Linked DNA regions of Macaca fascicularis: region 1 is linked to region 2. A link is a contact called in public Hi-C data. All regions are on one chromosome and are shown on one strand. Each heading gives the region's core, a stretch centred on a gene start, on an enhancer-like site or on the middle of the called end of the contact. The rest is flanking DNA. Distances are from core to core; before and after follow the strand shown. Region 1 holds the start of CAPG (capping actin protein, gelsolin like). Region 2 holds the start of GGCX (gamma-glutamyl carboxylase).

Evidence for each region. A called contact is a pair of places that touch in the nucleus more often than the background predicts.
Region 1: a contact with region 2 is called in a Hi-C map of liver, with 4 times the contacts expected there. The contact joins the promoter of CAPG here to the promoter of GGCX in region 2. A contact is called at or near these places in 2 of 2 Hi-C or Micro-C datasets (liver and skeletal muscle).

The regions. Positions count from the first base shown.
Region 1 is chr13:36,167,611-36,170,863 of T2T-MFA8v1.1, forward strand. It overlaps CAPG (capping actin protein, gelsolin like), which reads left to right and starts at 1,872. Exons shown (of 10, transcript XM_015433475.3): 1 at 1,872-2,112. SH2D6 (SH2 domain containing 6) reads right to left here and starts at 2,765. Exons shown (of 15, transcript XM_074011432.1): 1 at 2,589-2,765; 2 at 1,776-1,878.
Region 2 is chr13:36,026,880-36,030,408 of T2T-MFA8v1.1, forward strand. It overlaps GGCX (gamma-glutamyl carboxylase), which reads left to right and starts at 1,860. Exons shown (of 14, transcript XR_012422110.1): 1 at 1,860-1,997; 2 at 2,403-2,573.

The DNA.
Region 1 (3,253 bases), core at 622-3,121, 140 kb after region 2:
CGGGCCCACAGCCTGGCACACAGCAGGCTCTCAATCAATATTTGTTGTAGCTGCTATTCAAATCTTACTCATTCTTTACAGGTTGCGCAAAGCCTGCCTCTCTGCAAACATCTTTGGTCTCTCCTCTCTGAAAGGCCTGTGTCTTGCCCATTTCCTGTCCATATGTCATCGACTACCAGGCCTAGGCTGAGGCACAATCCCCCGAGGTCCCGGCTGTTTATCTCCTGAAAACCCTTTTCCCCAGTGCAGACGGATCACCAAGGACTCCCTCACACTCACCTTCTCTGGTTCTCTGGATACCTCTGGCCGACCTTCCCCACCCCACTGGGTCCTTTCCTCTATTTGCCTTCCTTAGCGGGAGCAGCCATCGTCTGTTCCTCCCCTACCCTCTCCCTCCTCCACCAAATGTAACATGGCCCTGCTTAGGCTTCCTTCTTCAGCACAGAGCCCGGGAGCCAAGCTTCTCCTGTTCCCAGCCACTCTTCTACCCTCCCCTTTAGGAGAGACTGGACATGGTGTCTCCCCGACATCTCCAACCCCACCTCCTTCCTTGATGGTCCTGGAGGGTCCTGAGATCACCCCCCCTCCCTTTTACCAACAGAAAAGCCGAGGCCAAAGAAGAATGGATGTTGGCCAAGGCCATACGATGTACACAGAGCCAAAGCCACAGTCCCCTCACCCCCTCCCGGGCCACTGTGGGGACCTGAGCAGTCATGCCATGGGAGAGGGCGACCCCTGGTGGCGAGGAGGGGCATGGCAGCCTGTCGCTCATTTCCTGGGCCCAGAGGCTGACCGTGGAAGAGGCAAGGCCTGGAGGACCAGGCTTTAGTCATCAGGAAGGTAAATAAAGGCAAGGCCCGTGGAGTGAAAGAACCCAACTTTTGCTGGGCTTTGCCCTTCCTTAGCCACATTCCCTGTAATGACCTAACAATACTGCTCTGTGACTTTAACTGTACCCTGCTGATTTGCTGATTGGATCTTTAGGGGGCAGGAATGGGCATTAAACGGCTTTTGGCACACTGCGTGTCCCAAGGGTCATTACTGACTTGGGGGTCTGGTGCTAAGCCTTGGAATGCAGAAGCTCACATTCTGATGATAAGATTTCTAATAATAAGAGAATGGGCTCAGGCCAGGTGCAGTGGCTCATGCCTGTAATCCCAGCACTTTGGGAGGCTGAAGTGGGCTGGTCACCTAAGGTCAGGAGTTCGAGACCAGCCTGGCCAACATGGTGAAACCCCATCTCTACTAAAAATATAAAATTTAGCCAGGCATGGTGGTGTGCATCTGTAATTCCATAATCTCAGCTATTTGGGAGGCTGAGGCAGGAAAACCACTTAAGCTAGGCAGCAGAGGTTGCAGTGGACCGAGATTGCACCACTGCACTTCAGCCTGGGCGACAGAGCGAGACTCCGTCTCAAAAAAAAGAGAGAATGCACTCTTATTAAAGAGTCCAGGGGCTTAGTCAATAGCTGTCTCCAAGTTTCTATGGTACCTATCTCTCGTCTCTAGGGGCAGAAGAGCTACTCAACAAAAGGCTGACTGTTGTAACAGAAACACTCAGAAAACCGAACCTTTGAGAACTTCCCAAGCAGAAATGGGCATGCTTAGAGACCACTCGACCAGTTAATATGAACCCCACATCTGCTATCAAGAGAGTCTGGGCAATCTACTTTGAATATCCCTTCTGGAGCTGTTTCTAGGTTGTTTAGAGATTAAATGAAGTATTTCTAGGAAGTAGGTCGCCTAGACCTAATCACACAAGAATGACATCTCACCGACACACAAGGTCATGGCTAAACCTTCATTGACTAAGTATTTTCCTCCTTCCTTGATGATCCAGGATGTAGCAGTATATGCCGAGATCAGGAAGTGTAAAAGCTGAAAATGGAGTTGGAGACAGAAAGTCCAATGAGTTGCTGGCCACTGTGGTGTCACTGCTCCCGATACAGGTGTAACCTGAGTCTCCCACTTGGGAGCCAGAAATCAGCTGAGAAGAGGCCTCTGGAAAGAGGCCGCCCTGGCCCAGGAGGGTGGATGAAGTAGGGCCTCAGCACAGCTCATCCCACCGAGCAGGCCGGACCCTGAGTTCCTGGCTTGCACTGAAGGGTCTGGGTAAGTCCCTTCTGTAGCGCCTCAGAAGCTCCTTGGGCAACCTGGGAAGTTAGGACAAGAGTTCTGACTTTTGACCCTGAGGTGTGAGGAGAGTGCTTTGAGAGAGAGCATGGTGAATGCGAGTGACCTGGTTATTACCTCCGGGCAGCCTCCTAACTTCACCTTGACTCTGCCATGCAAAATTGATGCCTGGGCGCAGGGCGCCGACGATGGTCAGATACCGCGGCCTGAACACCCTGGAACCTACATCCCTGACTTGGAGGACCCAGGCCTTCCGGGGGCTTCTCCATGAGTCCTGCAGGCCACACAGGGACCCTAACGGACCTAGTTCAGTCTCAGGGTCTGGGCTGCTCCTACCTCCAGGAATGGGAGTTTGCTCTAGGCGATGGAGGAAGGGTTCAGGAGGCCACTCTGCGTCCCTACTAGCTTGTGGGCCCAACCCCCTACCCACCATCTTCTTCTCCCACGGCCCCAACCTCGTAGGGAGGACACGGCGGGGCTCAGGTTCGCAGAGAAGGAGGGCTCGGACCAGCGACTCCAGAGCAGAGCGGCGCGTGCAGGGGTGGGGAGCTGGGTTTGTGAGAAGAGAAGGCCATCTCCTCCCCAGCAGGAGAGCCTCCACCCAGCCACCGGAACCCCACCCTGCCTGGTACAATCTTTGCGTCCGGATCAGCACCCAAGGCCCCGCCCCACGTCCCGCTGCCTGCCGGGATTTGTAGTTTGTAGGGGTACGGCCAGAACGCGCGGGCGCGCGCGCGCGCGTGTGTGTGTGTGTGTGTGTGTATGTGCGCGCGTGCGTGCGTGCGTGCGTGCGTGCGTGCGTGTGTGTGTGTGTGTGTGTGTGTGTGTGTCCGGGTGGGGGGGGGTCTGTTGTGTTGACTGTGTGTGTCCGGGGGGGGGTTTGTTGTGCTCCCCGTCGCGCGCGAGCGTGTGTGTGTGACGGTGTGTGTGAGAGACTGTGTGTGTGTGTCCGGTCTGTTGTGGTTCTCCAGTCCCCGAAGGCCTTCCGGACCTGGGCTCAGCAAAGGCACCGCAGGCCGCAACTTCCGAGACCCCGCCCCGCGGCCCACTGTCTGCTGGGATTTGTAGTTCGTAGGGTTCTAGGGCCCTGGCCGGGCGTGCCCCTCTCCTGAGTCCTCGT
Region 2 (3,529 bases), core at 610-3,109:
CTCACTGCAACCTCTGTCTCCCGGGTTCAAGCGATTCTCCTGCCTCAGCCTCCCGAGTAGCTGGGACTACAGGCACCTGCCACCATGCCCGGCTAATTTTTTGTATTTTTAGTAGAGACGGGGTTTCACCGTGTTACCCAGGATGGTCTCGATCTCCCGACCTCGTGATCCACCTGCCTCGTCCTCCCAAAAAATTTCTAATACGGCAAATATTAAAAGATATAATCCACGTAAACAAAGCTTTTAGGATCTTCTATAATTTCTAACACTGTAAATGGTTCCCAAGACCCAACAGTTTGAGAACTACTTCTCTGGGATGCCTTATTCTTTTTTTTTTTTTTTTTTTTGAGACGGAGTCTCGCTCTGTCGCCCGGGCTGGAGTGCAGTGGCCGGATCTCAGCTCACTGCAAGCTCCGCCTCCCGGGTTTACGCCATTCTCCTGCCTCAGCCTCCCAAGTAACTGGGACTACAGGCGCCCGCCATCTCGCCCGGCTAGTTTTTGTATTTTTTAGTAGAGACGGGGTTTCACCGTGTTCGCCAGAATGGTCTCGATCTTCTGACCTCGTGATCCACCCGTCTCGGCCTCCCAAAGTGCTGGAATTACAGGCTTGAGCCACCGCGCCCGGCCTGGGATGCCTTATTCTTTTCCTGATGGCTAATCCCAGTGGAGAGATTTAGGTATTACAATTCTGTTCCAGACTCGCCTGAGAACCTTCTCTGATGGGCCACACTCTACTTACTGCCCTTGCTCTGTATCCCCTCTTCGGTTATGTTGTTCCTGTTTCCCCGGCTGCTTTTTATTTTCCTTCTTTCTTTTCTTCCCGCCTTTTCTTTCCTTTCTCTTTCTTTTTCGCTTTTTGTTTATTTTTTGAGACGGAGTCTCACTCTGTCGCCCAGGCTGGAATGCAGTGGTGCAATCTTGGCTCACTGCAACCTCCGCCTCCTGGGTTCAAGTGATTCTCCTGCTTCAGCCTCCCGAGTAGCTAAGATTACAGGCGCGCGCCACCATGCCCGGATAACTTTCATATTTTTAGTAGAGACGGGGTTTCACCATGTTGGCCAGGCTGGTCTCGAACTCCTGACCTCATGATCTGCCCGCTTCGGCCTCTCAAACTGCTGGGATTACAGGCGTGAGCTGCTGCACCTGTGTGTTTTTTTTTTTTTTTAGACAGGGTCTCACTCTGTCGCCCAGGCTGGAGTGCAGTGGTGCGATCACAGCTCGCTGCAGCTTCGAACTCCTGGGCTCAAGCGAACCTCCCACCTCAGCCTCCCGAGTAGCTGAAACCACAGGAGCGCGCGACACACACACAGTTTTTTTTTCAGTGGTTTTTCTGTTTATGTTGTTGCCTTTTTGTTGTTGTTGTTGTTCTTTATGGATCCTACCGCCTTGGCCTTCCAAACTGCTGGGATTACCTACTGCTTTGAAACCTCGGTTCTTTGCAGGTCCTGGAAAATAAAGTGAAGGGGTCTTGCAATAGCTCAAAACCGGGGCAGCCCTTCCAGGTGCATCCTCAATTGGGCGTCAATCTCTGACAAAAAGTTTGCCCTTTGCGCCCGATCCCTCACACCAGAGAGCACTGCACGGACGGAGCGACGGAGAGGACTAATGGTGTCGGGGAGGACCCAAGGAGGTTGGGGAACTCAGACTCTTTTCAGTGTTTAAAAAGAAGACGCCTCTCGGAAGGCATAAGATGCCAGTCTAGCAGTGCGCCTGGAGCCCAACTGCACTAGGGGGTATCTTTGCCCCGCCCCAAGGCTCCTCGTTCCACCCCCTGCCGCCAAGCAAGGAATCCGGCGCCGCCGGTCGGGGGTAGTATTTACGACAGTGCTGGCGCTTTGCGCCCGGCCGCACAGCTGCTGACGCGTCGGGAGGCGGAGCCTAGGGCAGCAAATTTTCCTGGCGGCTTCTGTTCAGAAGCGGCTGCTGTGACCCACCTTCCTCCTCCACGGAGCAATGGCGGTGTCTGTCCGGTCGGCGCGGACTTCGCCCAGCTTAGGTAGGCTTAGGACCCCGGCCTCCGGCGGAGAGTTCCGAGGAGCACTGGTCTCAGAGGGGCGGGGGAGGGAGGACGCCCAGTGTCTCCTGGTGAGGGGGGGGGGGGCCTCCGTGGGGAAGGGGGCGTGGCGTGCTGTGAGACATTTGCAGCCTGCGGCTTCTGGACGATGATGATATTCGGGAACACTTTGCTATTAGGGGGCTGTAGTCTGAGGGGTTTTGGGACACTGGGGTATCTTGGAGAAGGGGCTGCACTGCAGGGATGTTTCCTATAGTCAGATCATTGAGGCAACCTTATTGAGCCAACCCGGGTGGGCGGAAGCTCTGGGCCGTTGGTGCTGTGATTTCTGTGATTTGAGGTGGAGCCCACCCCCGCGCACACATTTTCTCCAATTATTGGTTGCAGATAAAGTACAGAAAGACAAGGCTGAACTGATCTCAGGGCCCAGGCAGGGCAGCCGAATGGGGAAACTCTTGGGTTTTGAGTGGACAGATTTGTCCAGCTGGCGGAGGCTGGTGACCTTGCTGAATCGACCAACGGACCCTGCAAGCCTGGCTGTCTTTCGTTTTCTTTTTGGTGAGTCTAGTTTATGGGTGGGAGCAGTTTGGTTGGGAGTGGGAGAATGACAATCGTCAATTTTTTTGGTTGCAAGTAGACTTAGCTCCCTTTTCCTCAGAGCTGAAGATATTGGTATAAAAGAAGAGGTCTTCTCGAAGTTTAGGATTAAACCTACTTTGCCTCCTCCAGTTAGGATTTACTTGGTGGTCAGAAATGCTTTTTTTCTTATTTCTTTTTCTTAGACGGACTTTCGTTCTTGTTGCCCATTCTGGAGTGCCATGGTGCGATCTTGGCTCACTGTAACCTCCGCCACCCGGGTTCAAGCGATTCTCCTGCCTCAGCCTCCCAAGTAGCTGGGATTACAGGCGCCCACCACACCCGGCTAATTTTTTATTTTATTTTATTTTTGTATTTTTAGTAGAGACAGGGTTTCACCATGTTGGCCAGGCTGGTCTCAAACTCCTGACTTCAGGTGATCCACCCGCATCAGCCTCCCAAAGTGCTGGGATTAAAGGCATGAGCCACCGAGCCCAGCTAGAAATGCTTTGATCTGAGGCTATATGATATTTAGAGGCCAGGCAGCAGTGACCCATTTTGCTTGTGGCATGAGGTTGCCCAGAGGACTCAGAGAAACAGAGCAGGGGGTCACCGGGGCCATACATTTTGGCTGTGACTCTCTAATCGAGAGCTTCTTAACTGAGGCGGCAGCGTGGTGTGCTTGGAATGGTTTACAGATGTGCGGAGATATTAGTCCCCTTAGCCCAGTAGTTCTCAACTGGAGGCAGTTTTGCTCTTTGGGAGACGTTTGGCAATGTTTAGAGACATTTTTAGTTGTCACAACTTGGGGGAGGAAGAATAGGTGACTGCTGGCATCTGTATAGAGGTTAGGGATGCTCCTAAATGTCCTGTAGTGCGTTGGACAATCCCTCTCAATAAATAATTAACCAGCACAAAATGTGACTAGTCCTGAGGTT